4 separate regions of the Sus scrofa genome follow, and regions 1, 2 and 4 are each linked to region 3. A link is a contact called in public Hi-C data. All regions are on one chromosome and are shown on one strand. The core of a region is the stretch at or near the end of the contact, and the rest is flanking DNA. Distances in the headings are between cores, read along the strand shown.

The links. A called contact is a pair of places that touch in the nucleus more often than the background predicts.
Region 1: a Hi-C map of embryonic fibroblasts shows a contact between it and region 3, with 2.6 times the contacts expected there. The contact joins the enhancer-like site here to the promoter of JAG1 in region 3. A contact is called at or near these places in 3 of 5 promoter capture datasets (fetal liver, fetal skeletal muscle and liver), 12 of 47 Hi-C or Micro-C datasets (embryonic fibroblasts, fetal heart ventricle, fetal skeletal muscle and 6 more) and 1 of 2 datasets of contacts at active chromatin or transcription factors (skeletal muscle).
Region 2: a Hi-C map of omental adipose tissue shows a contact between it and region 3, with 2.1 times the contacts expected there. The contact joins the enhancer-like site here to the promoter of JAG1 in region 3. A contact is called at or near these places in 3 of 5 promoter capture datasets (fetal skeletal muscle and liver), 19 of 47 Hi-C or Micro-C datasets (embryonic fibroblasts, epiblast stem cells, fetal heart ventricle and 12 more) and 1 of 2 datasets of contacts at active chromatin or transcription factors (skeletal muscle).
Region 4: a contact with region 3 is called in a Hi-C map of retroperitoneal adipose tissue, with 1.8 times the contacts expected there. The contact joins the enhancer-like site here to the promoter of JAG1 in region 3. A contact is called at or near these places in 4 of 47 Hi-C or Micro-C datasets (embryonic fibroblasts, liver, omental adipose tissue and 1 more).

What each region holds. Positions count from the first base shown.
Region 1 is chr17:20,492,333-20,495,608 of Sscrofa11.1, forward strand. All of the region lies in intron 1 of LOC110257380 (a long non-coding RNA gene), which reads right to left. Among named protein-coding and RNA genes, the nearest start is that of TRNAC-ACA, 330 kb to the left of the region's middle. Within about 2 kb of position 1,664, at least 8 of the 83 cell types and tissues checked have an H3K27ac peak or open chromatin away from gene starts, as enhancers often do. A contact at or near this core is called in embryonic fibroblasts and retroperitoneal adipose tissue, where this site is marked.
Region 2 is chr17:20,219,536-20,222,823 of Sscrofa11.1, forward strand. All of the region lies in intron 2 of LOC110257380 (a long non-coding RNA gene), which reads right to left. Among named protein-coding and RNA genes, the nearest start is that of TRNAC-ACA, 57 kb to the left of the region's middle. Within about 2 kb of position 1,871, at least 12 of the 83 cell types and tissues checked have an H3K27ac peak or open chromatin away from gene starts, as enhancers often do. A contact at or near this core is called in omental adipose tissue, where this site is marked.
Region 3 is chr17:19,627,958-19,630,959 of Sscrofa11.1, forward strand. It overlaps JAG1 (protein jagged-1), which reads right to left and starts at 1,702. Exons shown (of 26, transcript XM_005672699.3): 1 at 1,106-1,702; 2 at 389-694. The coding sequence starts at 1,186.
Region 4 is chr17:20,311,319-20,314,431 of Sscrofa11.1, forward strand. The region is part of intron 2 of LOC110257380 (a long non-coding RNA gene); the gene reads right to left. Among named protein-coding and RNA genes, the nearest start is that of TRNAC-ACA, 150 kb to the left of the region's middle. Within about 2 kb of position 1,458, at least 5 of the 83 cell types and tissues checked have an H3K27ac peak or open chromatin away from gene starts, as enhancers often do. A contact at or near this core is called in omental adipose tissue and retroperitoneal adipose tissue, where this site is marked.

The DNA.
Region 1 (3,276 bases), core at 414-2,913, 860 kb after region 3:
CATTATACCATTTATGATACTGCAATGTCACCAAGTATCTGACGGTAACACAGATTACACATGGCAGGAAGCAAACACAGCTCTTCTTCAATAGGTCCAGACCTCCCCACCTCCTCTTTATCAATTCACTTTTTAAAGTAATATCTTCCCTACGGACTCTTTTGCCTTTAACAATAGGATTGTTTTCATGTTATTATCAGTCATTTTGACTTATCTGCAGCATTCAAAACACTCTTATTTCAGCAGCAGCGACTCTGATCTCTTAGTTGTTTGATAAAAGTGAAATAAATTATTCAGACAACACAGTGTTTAGTGAAGAGGAAAATCCCTTCCAGGGGATTTAGTCAACTTCCACAAGAAGCTTCATGGAAGAAGAATTGGAGTTTGTCCCTGATGCTGCACAAGGATGTTTAAAGGGAGAGGTGACTTTCACACTCTTTGCTTCATGGTGCACTTTCACCAAAGAGCCGCAGCACTTCCACAGAGGTTTAGGAAACTACCAGAGCAGGTGTTCACCGCCCCTTTAGGTTTTCGGACACTCATTCATTCGTTCATTAATGCCCTCATGGGTGCATTCCATTAAAAGCTGGGGAGAAAGGATTTTCTACTCGAGAGATTCCAACTCTTTGATGCGACCTTTGCATTTTTTATTATATTGCATGAGAGGGGTTTAGATAAATCAGATTTTTTTTTTTTTTGTCTTTTTAGGGCTGCACCACAGCATATGGAAGTTCCTAGGCTATGGGTGGAATCTGAGCTGTAGCTGCCAGTCTATGCCATAGACACAGCAGATCCTTAAACCACTGAGGCCAGGGATCGAACCCGAGTCCTCATGGATACTAGTTGGGTTTGTTACCACTGTACCACTATGAGAACTCCTTTTTCTTTCTTTCTTTCTTTCTTTTTTTTTTATAACTGATGCAGTTCTTGGCTGATCGTGGACTTGGGCTGTAAGGACTGGTCATCACAAAGTTTGAGATTTTGCCCTAGGTCACATTTCCTATTTTGTAACTTCCTTCCAATTAAAAAAATGAGCAAAGGACCTGAATAGACATTTTTCTAAAGGAGACATACAAATAGCCAAAGGTCGATGAAAAGGTGTTCAAAATCATTAATAATCAGGGAAATGCAAACCAAAACCACAAAGAGCTAACACAACTGTTGGTACAGCTGTTATCAAAACAAAAGACAACAGGTGTTGGCAGGGACGTGGCGAACAGGGAACCCTTGTGGCACTGTTGGAAGGAGTGTAAATTGGCACAGCCACCATACAAAACAGTATGGAGGGTCCTCAAATTAAAAATAGAGTACTGGCCATTAATGGCTCACAGTTGTCCTTTCTTCCCCAGCAGCAGCCACAGACTGACTGGCAAGGAGGTACAAAGTACAAGCCCTTGTGCTTCAGGTGGGAGCATCTGGGCCAAGGCTTCCTCTGGGAACAGCTGAAGGTAGGCTCTGGCTATGACCACATTCTGCTCAGTTCCCTCCCTGCCCCCTCTACTGCCCTCTGCCTCTCCTGACAGCACTGCCCCAAGAATCATACATACATAGCCTTTCAAAGTGGGGACATAAAATCCGAGTTGAATACCTACATACTCTATCACACTAGCCATGTATCTGCAAGGATTAATCCTTAAGAATGTGAGAAATCCCCTTCCTGGAGCATTAGTCATCACCCTCAGAACGACTTAGCACAGTCATTATAAATCTGATAAGTGCAAGCTAAACTGCGGATACATTTTTGAAAAGTTCATACTTGAGTGAGAGTAAGTCACACATATGTCAATGCATTTTTACACAAACATCCCTATCTAATTAGTTTTGTTTTTAGAAGTTCAGATTGTCCCTCCACATTCCCCTCCCATCTCCAGCCAGAAGAAAGGTCATGATCCATGCACACATTTTCTAGGACACTTAAGCTGACTGTTATACCTCCAGAGGAGTTTGGTAGTTCTGGAGAAATCTAAGAGCTTACGTCACTGCAGGAAGCTGAGGAAGGAAATGGCACAATTCAAGACCTTCCAGTCGCCCCCAGTCACTAAAGCACGGAGTTCATTTGGGGAAATGATGAGAGAGATTAGGTTACGAAATGAAGGCAGGGTCCAGATTACGACAGGCCTTGAATCATATAAAAATAGTTGGGCCTTTATTTTTTTTTTTAAAAGGACAATGGGTTTACTGGTTTTGTGGGGCTGCTTTACAAATTACCAAAAACTGTGTGCCTTAAGATGATAATTTATTATCTTATCCCATGTTCTGGTAGCTATTAGTAAACCTTGGCCATGGTCCCATCTCTTTCTGCTCTGTCTTCATATCATCCTCCTTTATTAGTCTCTCTCTCTCTAATAATACATGTGACAGCATCTGGGGTCCCCCTAAATAATCTGAAATATCCTCATGATCCTTAATTTAACTGTATCTGCAAGGATCCTTTTTTTCCCAAATAAGGTAATGTGCACAGGTTGTGGAGATGAGGATGTGGACATACCTGTGGGAGCCATTATCAGCCTTCTACAATGGCATGTGTGAACGCCTTTAAATCAGAGAACCAGCAAATTTGTTAGGGAAGATAAACTTAGAAATGTGCATTTAAAGGCATTATCCATATGGGTTAGATAGAGTTAATACTAGAGGTGGGAAACCTTACAGATGGCTTGGTCAATAGTACAGATGGTGGACTTCCTGTCATGGCTCAGGAGAAACGAATCTGACTAGAATCTATGAGGATACAGGTTCGTTCCCTGCCCTTACTCAGTGAGTTAAAGATCTGGCATTGCTGTGAGCTGTGGTGTAGGCTGCAGATGAGGCTCAGATCCTGTATTGTTATGGCTGTGGCTACAGCTCCAATTCGACTCCTAGCCTGGGAACCTCCATATGCCGCAGGTGAGGCCCCAAAAAGACCAAAAAAAAAAAAAAAGTAGTTCAGATAGTCAATGGTGAGGAATTGTATAAAGGTATTGGTGGTGGGAAGGAGATAACTGACAGAATTTAAGGACAGGTTAGATGTATGGATGAGAGAGACCTAGGAGCTAGGAATGATTGTAAGAGGTCTGAGCTGGGCTACTACATGGCCGGTCTTCCTTTCATTGAAGTAGGTCATGGACTGTGGGTTTAGCTTTGGCAGAAGTGCCAGAGGAGGAAGACAGTGGAAGAGGTACGCATTTCAGGAAGGTTGTTGACAGATCTCTCCAGAAGATGGCTCTCATACCTTATTTCTTGCTTCCTATTTCCACCTTGGTTGGAAAAATAATTGCAAGTTTACAATGACCCAACACA
Region 2 (3,288 bases), core at 621-3,120, 590 kb after region 3:
TTCCACCTGAGTGGCAAGGGAACTAGGGTATGTACACACCAAGTACTGCCTGACGTCCATCGAAGCTTACTTCCGGGCGGGGGTGGGGTGGGGTGGGGTGTTAATTTCCCTTCACTTTTTGCCCATCATGTGCTGCATGCAGAGGCCAGAGAAAGCCCGTAGGCAAAGAGAGAGTTGGGCTGCTGTGCCCTGAAGGAGGAGGGGCAAGGGGTACGGAAGAGGTTTCCATAGCATCTACTGCAACTACCCCTCAGGGCTTATTGCTTGTCATATAGGTACATAAAAATGGTGCTCCCTGGGGATTTGCAAGCAGCCTTTTGTTCCTTCTGGCCTCTTCAGTCCCTCACCCTGTGACATGGACAAGACAGGAAAGGTACATGGTCCTGAGTCTAAGCCTGAGGACCATCCTTTGGTGGAATCCATAGTCTTTGCAGAGCAATAGTATTAACAGCAGTGAGAACTTAACGGCAAGCCGATCACAGATCAGTGATGACACCCTAAGATGTTCTTTGAAGAACTGCATCATAGAAAAGCAAGCGTTTTAGAGTTCAAAGTCAGATTATCTTTTGTTTGTGACTATTTCTGTGGGAAGAAGCTTATGAGGCCAGTGGCATTTTTCCCGGATACCAGCAGTCAACATTTTTCTCTGTTTCTGTTCCCATTAAGTACTATGTCTAGGACACATGTACTTAAGTGATTTAACAAAAGGCACTCTCTCATTGACAGGCAGTGCAAATACAGATTAGCTTGAAGAATTCTCCTTTTGCACCAAAATTTTGATTTGATGCCAGCATTAATCCAAGGGAAGATTATGTGCGACTGAGTTTTAAGTAGATGGTGAGATGAAATGAGTCTGTGTGTGTGCGCGCTCACACACATGCACACATAAGCGAGGGAGAGCAAGCTCACACACTTGCATGGAAATGGTGACCCGGTTCTAACTCTGGGGGGACAAGCAAGGCTGTTGTAAGGCACGAATGACTTCATCAGGAACTCAGGAAATCCTCACTCGAACTTCCAAATATACAAATAGATTCCTTTTATTCTGCTGTGAATCAAAATGATGCCACGTCCTGTACTGAAGGATGTTGTTGACCAGGTTGAATGGGAGCCAACCATGCCTTGCCTTTGTTTCAATGACAGTCCTTCCAAAGTTCAGCATCTTAAGGCTGGGAGTCACCTTATTTGGCAAACACTCAGGAGTTTTGTTTCCAGATTTCTTTAGGGGTCACAGCATTGTCATTTACTTCAGGGTAGGAGAACGTGTTAATTGCGTGAAGCCAGATGCACAAATATTTGTTTGCGCCAGGCTGGCTACTGTGCAGCCACATCAAAATAGAGAGTAATAGCTGAAAACAAATTCCTACTATAGTGAAGCTCTATTGTCATTGAGCCAAAGATCTTTTTAAAACTTGCTAACTGCAAATATATGTGGGAGTGGGTGAATAGATAACATGGGCTTATTTTTTCTTTCTTGCAGGAAACCATAGGTGACCACAAGTCTTTCTAAATATTAACTTCTCAAACTAATCAGGTAACTTGCTCAGGGGTATGGCAGGATGGAATGGTCTGTTGACCAGGCACATGGGGATGAAAGGTAGCACCTTGAGGGCAATGTTACAAACACTTCTGAAATTAGCAATTCCACTCTAGGGGACACCAAGGTATGAGTCCCTTCAACCCAGCTGGATGGGGCCCCTGTGAGATGTCCTTTGGATTTCAGAAGAGGGCACTCTGCCCAATTTTCCCAGCTGCAGGAAAGAAGAAATCACCCGAAATGCTGAGATAATGCTTGAACTTGCAGTGTCTTCTGTCCCGCCTTCTGGTCCACCCCCATCAAATTCTATCTTTGTTTTAGGCCATGACTCATGACCCACCCCCACCCCTCAGTCAGCTGTGACTCATAGCAGAAGCCAGATAAACTGTGAGAGGAACAGCAGGGTGGAAGAGCTTCAATGTTTTTCCTCTTTTTGCCTAATGAGAAAAGTCAGGTCAAATGGTCATTGGTGGGAATCTTCTTTGACGGTTTTTGCTTTGTCTTTGTGTTTAATTTAGGGGAATTCCTTCATTGGATGGAGGATCCAGCTGGGTGTTCCCTTTTAAGGTAACTCAGTTATGCTGTGGTTCTAGCCACCACTGGAAATCAACTACCTTTGACTGATTGTGAAAATGGCACCCCACTATTTTTTTTTTTTTTGTAAAAACTGCTCCCTGAATCCCTGCCCTTTGCAATGGGACTTTACAGCTACTTCCATTAAAGGGTGGGGTCTCTTTCACTCACTTCTTGAGTTTGGGTTTGGGCACGTAACTTACTCTGTGCAATATAATGTTGCAGAAGTAATTTTGTGCCAGTTGGGGATCCAGGCATCAAGAGCCCATACATTCTTTGGCCATCTCTTTTACTCCTCTGCTTTTCTGTGATAGCAAACCTAGGCTAGCCTGCTGGAGGATGACAGTCTCATCTCATGCAGCAGAGTCAAGTCATCTTGGCCAAGGCTAACCTAGACCAGCCAGATTCCAGCCCACCTGCTGGTTGGCTATTGACAAATGAGTGACTGGAGCCGAAATCAGCCAACCCTGGCCCAGGTTAACAGAACTGCTCAGTCTACCTGTAGCTTCATGAGAAAAGCAAAAGCAAAACCACAAAATTTCTGTAGAAAGCCACTAATATCTGTGATAGTTTGTTACTTTGGTACCAGATAACTGAAATGCTACCCTTCTGTGTTTTAACTCAACAACATGGACTGACATTTTTAGATTCAAAGAAGTCATGTCCTGGGCATTTCAAGAGATCATATGCCTGAAACTTGAGTCCTCTCAGTTATCAAAATTTCGTTGCTAAAGGCCCTCCAAAGGTTGGAGAAAGTTAAGCTTTTCAAGCATGTCACATGAATTTATTAAGAAGAAATTTTATCCCTATCCTGCTGCACATAGGTTGTCAAACCAAGTTGAAATCAGTGCCAGACCAACTGGGTTAATTTGCAAGCACTGGAAAGCCGAGTATCATAGATTGGGTAATTTAAACAGTAGAAAGTCATTTTCTCAACAGTCTGGAGGCTACAAATTCAAGATCAAGGTGTCAGCAGGGTTGATTTCTTCTGAGGCCTCTCTGCTTGGTCCTCATATGGTCTTCCCTGTGTGTGGGGATGTGAGTCCAGATTTTCTCTTCTAAACACACCAGTCACATTGGATCAGGGCCCACCTAAATGACCTCATTTTAACTCAGTTAACCTCTTTAAGGTCCATGTCTCCAAATACAGTCACATTCTGAGATTGAGGATAAGGACT
Region 3 (3,002 bases), core at 452-2,951:
GGACGGCGTTCGAAGGCCAGAATTGTGCAGAGCCGCCTTCCACTGCGCATCAGGTTTAATTGGTTGAGCAAAGATCATCTATAATGACCTCCTGGCTCGGGCGGCTACTCTGGGGCCTTCAAGTTGCAAGTTTCAACCGGCCTTCCTGGGAGCCTCGCCCCACAATCCCCTCTGGGGTCTCACTTGTGTGCTCTTAGCAAAAAGGACTGGGACTGGGGCCTGCTGAGATCTAGCTACACAGTCTCAGCTCCCTAACACCCCACCCCAAAGACGTCCTGGGTTAATGCCGAGTTTCCAGCCAAGGCGCTGTAAATCCCTCTCCTCTCTCAAGAGAAATCAGGGTTCCGCTCGCGGGTGCGGACCCCAGGCCGGCCCGGCAGTCACTCACCGGCCAGGCGAAACTGAAAGGCAGCACGATGCGGTTGCGTTCGTTGCCGCGACTGGCCTTGAGGTTGAAGTTGTTGCCCCCGATGACAGGCGTGGACCCCGAGCCGAAGCTGCAGGGCCCCCCGGCCGTAACGCGCCACTGGTACTCCTTGAGGCACACTTTGAAGTACGTGTCACACTCGTCGCGGGAGCACTTGCGGTCCCCTGGGTTCCGGGCGCCGCCGCAGCAGTTCCCGTTCTGCAGCTCCCCATTCACGTTCTGCATGGACAGGATCTCCAACTCGAACTGACCGGAGGCCCAGCACACCTGCCGGCAGGGGAGGGAGGGAGGTCAGCACAGGGGAAAGTTGTTTTCTTCGAGGGTGGAAGTGGAGACTCCTTCCCCGCCCGCCCCGACGAGCCCTTGGCGCCAAGTGAAGATAATTTTGCAAAACTGGGTGCAAGGGCTTAACGTGATTCCCGGGCTTAGGAGGCTGGAGTGTGGGAGAAATCCGACACGACTGTTCCCGGGGAGCAAGCAAGCCCTGCCCAGCCTGGGGGTACATTTAGGAGCCCAGGGGCTCCTACAGCCCAGGTGCAGCCTCTCGGGCGTAGGGGCCCAGGCAGGAGCAGGAGCCCTGGGGCTCCCGAGGCTGCTACAGGCGCTCAATCGCAGGCGTCCAGGCGCCGCGAGGGAAACGAGAGGGCGGGCTGGGAGGGGGGCCGGGTAGACTCCTACCTTGGCTCGCAGGGCGCAGAGCAAGGCGAGCAGGAGGCTCAGGGGGCGCCCGGGCCGGCCGCGCGTCCGTGGGGACCGCATCGCTGCACCGCGCGCCGCGGGCACTCGGGACGCCGCCGCCGCCGCTGCTGCTCGCGCTGGTGCTGCCGCTGGTGTTGCCGCCGGTGCTGCCGTCGCCGCTGCCCCTGCGGCCGCCGCGTCCGGGCTCTAATATACTCCGCCGATTGGAGCATGCACGACTGGAAAACAACACCACTTTTCAAAAGCCCTTTCAAGAGCGGCCCGTTCCAGAAGGCAAAGAGCCCGGCCTCCTTTTATTATTCTGATCGCTTCTTTGAGGCGCTCCCCCTCCTCTTCCACCTCCCGGCTTTCTTTCCTTCTCTCGCGCTCCCCTTCTTTTATTATTATGATTATGCGCAGCCTTTTATTCCCTTTCAGATCAGCTGCTCAGAAAGGAGGGAGGGAGGGGAGGAAGGAAAAAAAATAAAAAAATAAAAACCCGAGCCCAGCTCGCGGCCCGGCCGCAGGTAACACAATGACGCGTGCCCGCCCGGCTCTCGGAGAGGGACTCAGAGAGCCCGTCTGGGAGCCGCGGCTGGGGCTGGCCACCTCTACCCAGCGCGCAGGACAGGCGCATGCGTGCTTATTAATATTCATGAGGGGCGTGACCACCAGCGACACGCCCCTTCCCTCCCAAAGGATGGGGAGGGGGAGTACTGGAAAGAACTTAGAAGGGGTTGAGGGTGGGAGACGCGCAGGGCCACGTAGACGTCTGAGGGCCCAGCGTAGACCCCTGCCCTCGGGTGTTTGGGTCCAGGCGGGAAGAAGGGCAGGAGGCTGGAAGGAACATGAAGGCTCCGTTGCTCAGGGACGCGCGGGGCCAGTTTGACGCCCAGGGCCCCCTGCGCGGACCGCCCCCTTGGGCACCTCGCGCCGAGCGCCTCTGGCCTCCTGTCGGAGCCCCAGGTGTAGGCGCCTCGGCACTGCCTGAGCGATCGGAGCGGGGCGGCTTCCGCCTTCCGTGCTGCCTGCGTCAGCCGCGGCTTTCGCCCCTGTAGGAGGGCCTGCCCTCCGGGAGCCCGGCCCGCTTCCCGCGAGCGAGTGAGCAAGCCGCCCAGAGCGCGCAGCTGGCGGCAGAAGCGGCGGCGGCGAGGCTGGCGCGCTGGCCGCCGTCTGCTTGCCGGGCAGAGGCGACCTGGGCAGGCGCTGCTGGGAACTTTGAAAAACTTTCCCGGAGCCGAGCTGGCCGCAGATTCGAGGGGAAGCCTCGGCCGCGCCCCACCCCCTCCCAAATCCGAGTCTGCGGAGCCTCAGAGGGCTCCCAGCTTCCTTTCCAAACCGCGCCGGGGCAGAGGAGGGGAAGCCAGACGAGGCCAGAGGGCAGCGGGCACGCGGGGGTCCTGCCCAGGCAGAGATGCTGATGGGCTAGGGCTCGCACCCTCCCGGTCCCGCCGCCCAGGCCGCAGTGCCTGAATTGCACCTGTAGGCGGCCTCCGAGCAGCTCTGGGTGGCCAGAGAGCTTGGAAGGGACTGTCTCACTGCCAGAGCCTGGCAGCAGAACTTAGCTTCTCTGGGGTGGCAGTGGAAACTGATGCTATTTTCTACCTTGAGGCGAGCCTCGCAATTAACAGCGACACTCTCGGTCATAACCAAGGTCAAAGGGAAACCTGCAGGTTGGCCGACGCCTCCACCAAGCCCTCTAGGCGGACCTACTGCTGTGTTTGAGGGAATCTCTTTAGAGAAAAAAAGGTTAATTTCCACTGAAAGGTGGACAAAGTTTTGGCCCCTCTGTTGGCTACGTCCTGCCGAAAAAAAGTGATTCTTCAGGGGCTGGATGATGGCTGGATGTGAAGCATGATGGGCTGCAGGGGTCAAGGGAAAGTATTTTCCAACATGC
Region 4 (3,113 bases), core at 208-2,707, 680 kb after region 3:
CTCTTCTAGAACTTTATTTTTAATTACATTAAAAAGTAATTGAATGTGCAATTTATTCTGGGATAAAGAGAAAGAAAGAGATCCAACTTTCAGAAAGACAAAGCAGTTTTCCCAGAACTTTTTGTTAAATAATCTGACAATTTTTTGTTACTCATTTCAAATGTCTCCTTTGATACAGTTTCATTTTTCTTTTTCTTGGCTGTGCCCATGACATGCAGAACTTCCCAGGCCAGTGATCAAACCCTTGTCACAGTAGGGACAATGCCAGATCCTTAACTTGCTGACCCATGAGGAAACTCCACGCTTTCGATTTCCATATGCATTTTACATAATTTTTGACTCTATCATTTCCTATTGATCAGAATATATTATGGCCAGAATGTCACTTTGAAATAAGAGTTTGTTATTGCTTCCACAATATTTTGAAATTTTCACACTGACCTGAATCCACAAACCAGTGGAGGTACATTAAGAGCTGGGGGAAAGTCTTCTCAGAAGTCTTCTTCAGAAGTGAGCTTTTTAAAGTTTAAGTTCCATAAAAATTGATTTTCCTTAAGGATATTTCACTTACTCCCTGCGGTTCTCTCTTTATATATAACATTGCATCTGAACAGGAAGGTTGTTGGATGGTTTGTACCTTCCTCCTTCATTTCCTTAGTAAAGACATTTTTAGATCGTATCTTACATGGGCACCATTCTACATGCTGGGCAAACAACACTGAATAATTCAGATGGACCTTCACAGTGATATTATAGTAGGTGGAGACAGGGCACCATTTTTAAAAATAGCAGAATTTAGGTGTACCAAGGGATGCGATGGAAGGGTCAAAGTGTAGGTAAAGAATAACTTAGGTGGAGCCAGGTGAGATAAAGTGTAAGACAGTGACTCTGAGGAGTTGACATCTAAGTTGGTGTCTCCGAGCCATACGAAAAGAGTCACCATCCTTCTCTTCTCAGCGCTACCCTGGGCTCTGCGTACCATCTGTCATGTCCTTGCAGATATTTACTGAATGAATAAGTCAATAATGGCCAATGGTTACCAAAGGAGACAGACTGGAGCGATGGACTGGAGATTTGGGATTGGCATATGCACACTGAAGTATATGGGATGATTGGCTGACAGGGACCTGCTGTATAGCACAGGGAACTCTACTCAATATTCTATGATAATGTTTGTGGGAAAACAAGCTGAATGAGAATGGATGTGTATATAGGTATAACTGAATCACTTTGCTGTACAGCAAAATTTATCACAACATTGTAAATCAACTATACGGCAATAAAACTTTAAAAAATGAAAAAAAAAAATGGCCAAAGGTCCAGGCCTTGGCTCTGGGAAGCACTTTGGTTAATGTTGTCTTTAAAGTTCTATTTTGAAGAGCTGTTTAGACAAGTCCCAAGGTAGATTTTTACTTTGCGGGGTGGGGGAAGAGATTTTCCTTCAGTTTTTATTCATTACTTATTGCAAAAGTGATTTTGCAATGACTGATTTCAACATTTCTCCCTGGGCTTCTAAACCACCCTGGTCTCAAGCAAGCCTGAGCAAGTTTCCAAAAACAGGGTTTTTTCTTCAAGCCTGACCTCCCAATCTGCCACAAGGAAGCTTTGTACATCCACACCTGTGTGGGGCACAAGTGGAAGTGCAATGGAAGTGAAAACAAGCCCAGTAGGCCCAGGTGGTATATTTGCAGAATCTTGCTTCTCCCAAAACATTTCCTGTGAATCACAAAAGCTCACGCTTCGATATGGTCTCTGAGGCTTGATTTGTAGTGGATTATACATGAGCCCCACCTTGTGCTTCTCCACAAATATTTCCACTGGATCATTTCTAAGGCAAAGAAATTCAAACACACTTAGGAAACTTGCTATTCATTGATTAGTTGAGTAAAAAATAAACAGTGAAAAAAAAATCAGAATGCATGAAATGAATGTTTCAGTCTTTGACCAATTTCTTTTTTGTTTGTTTTTATTTAAGACTGAAAGCTATTGGCTTTTTCTGCTATAGTTTCCTTTTATAATTATTGATCTCTATTAGCATTACAATTGTAAATACCTGATATGAATTTCTCTCTTTGATCTGTCTTACTTGTCAATCAACAGTCTTTTAAGCTGTAGATTCTTTCTTTCCTTCTTGACATTTGCCATTGTTTTCCACCCTGAATGCCTGGCCTCTGTTGTTCTCAAAAGCTGCCCAGAATCACTAAGAGAGTATACTGTAGTATCAAGTACCATGGCTTCAGGCTTTGCTGCAGCTGCCCACTTTCTAAAAGCTCCCTTTATTCTTTGCAACTGCGCTTATCCAATTCAGACTGACAAATATCAGTTCTTTCTCCCTACCTTTCATGCAAAAAAAAAAAAAAAAATTCCCCAAAGAAAACCCAAAACCCCTGAAAGTGTAATGAATCCCTCCCTTTGCTTAGTGTACATTAATACACCTTGTAATTGCCTTTCCCTGTTGGTTTTGGTCCTTTGCCCTTTTATCCTTTTCTTTTGTACTCAGGCTTCCTCAGCATGACCATTCCCAGCCTTGGAATCCAAGTTGCAAATGCAGAAAACATGCCCATCCATTTAGGATAAACTGAGTAGCTTACATTAAAGAGGCCACAGCACATCATCTGGTGGTACTGCTGGCTAAAAGCACCCATTGCTTGGTTCTCGAGAAAGCAGGAAGTCTTGGATTCAAGACTAATGACTTAGGAGCTCAAGAGAACACTGCGGGGTCTGGTGGAGGTGAACCCTCTAGTAGTATATTAGTATAGTATGGTATATGTATATAGTATAGATACAGTAGTATGTAGCATATTTTTCAATCAGCCTCCTGGAGAAATCTGGAGTCTGCCAACCATTACCTCTGGGGTGATCTCACTGGTTATATGATTCTGTGCAGCTCCTCTGCTGTTTCACTTGCCAATTTTAAGTAAGAATAGCTATGCTAGTAGGAATAGCCACATTTTACAGTATCCAATTAACACTTGAGGAGAGTGCCCTTGGGGAGGTCATTTAAAGCAAACGTAAAGACTGCCTAGTCTCTACTAAGTGGAATATGTGAGCTCTTCATTTAATATAAGTCATTAGACAAGAATCAAGTCTTTCCTTACAAGGAAACTACAGAG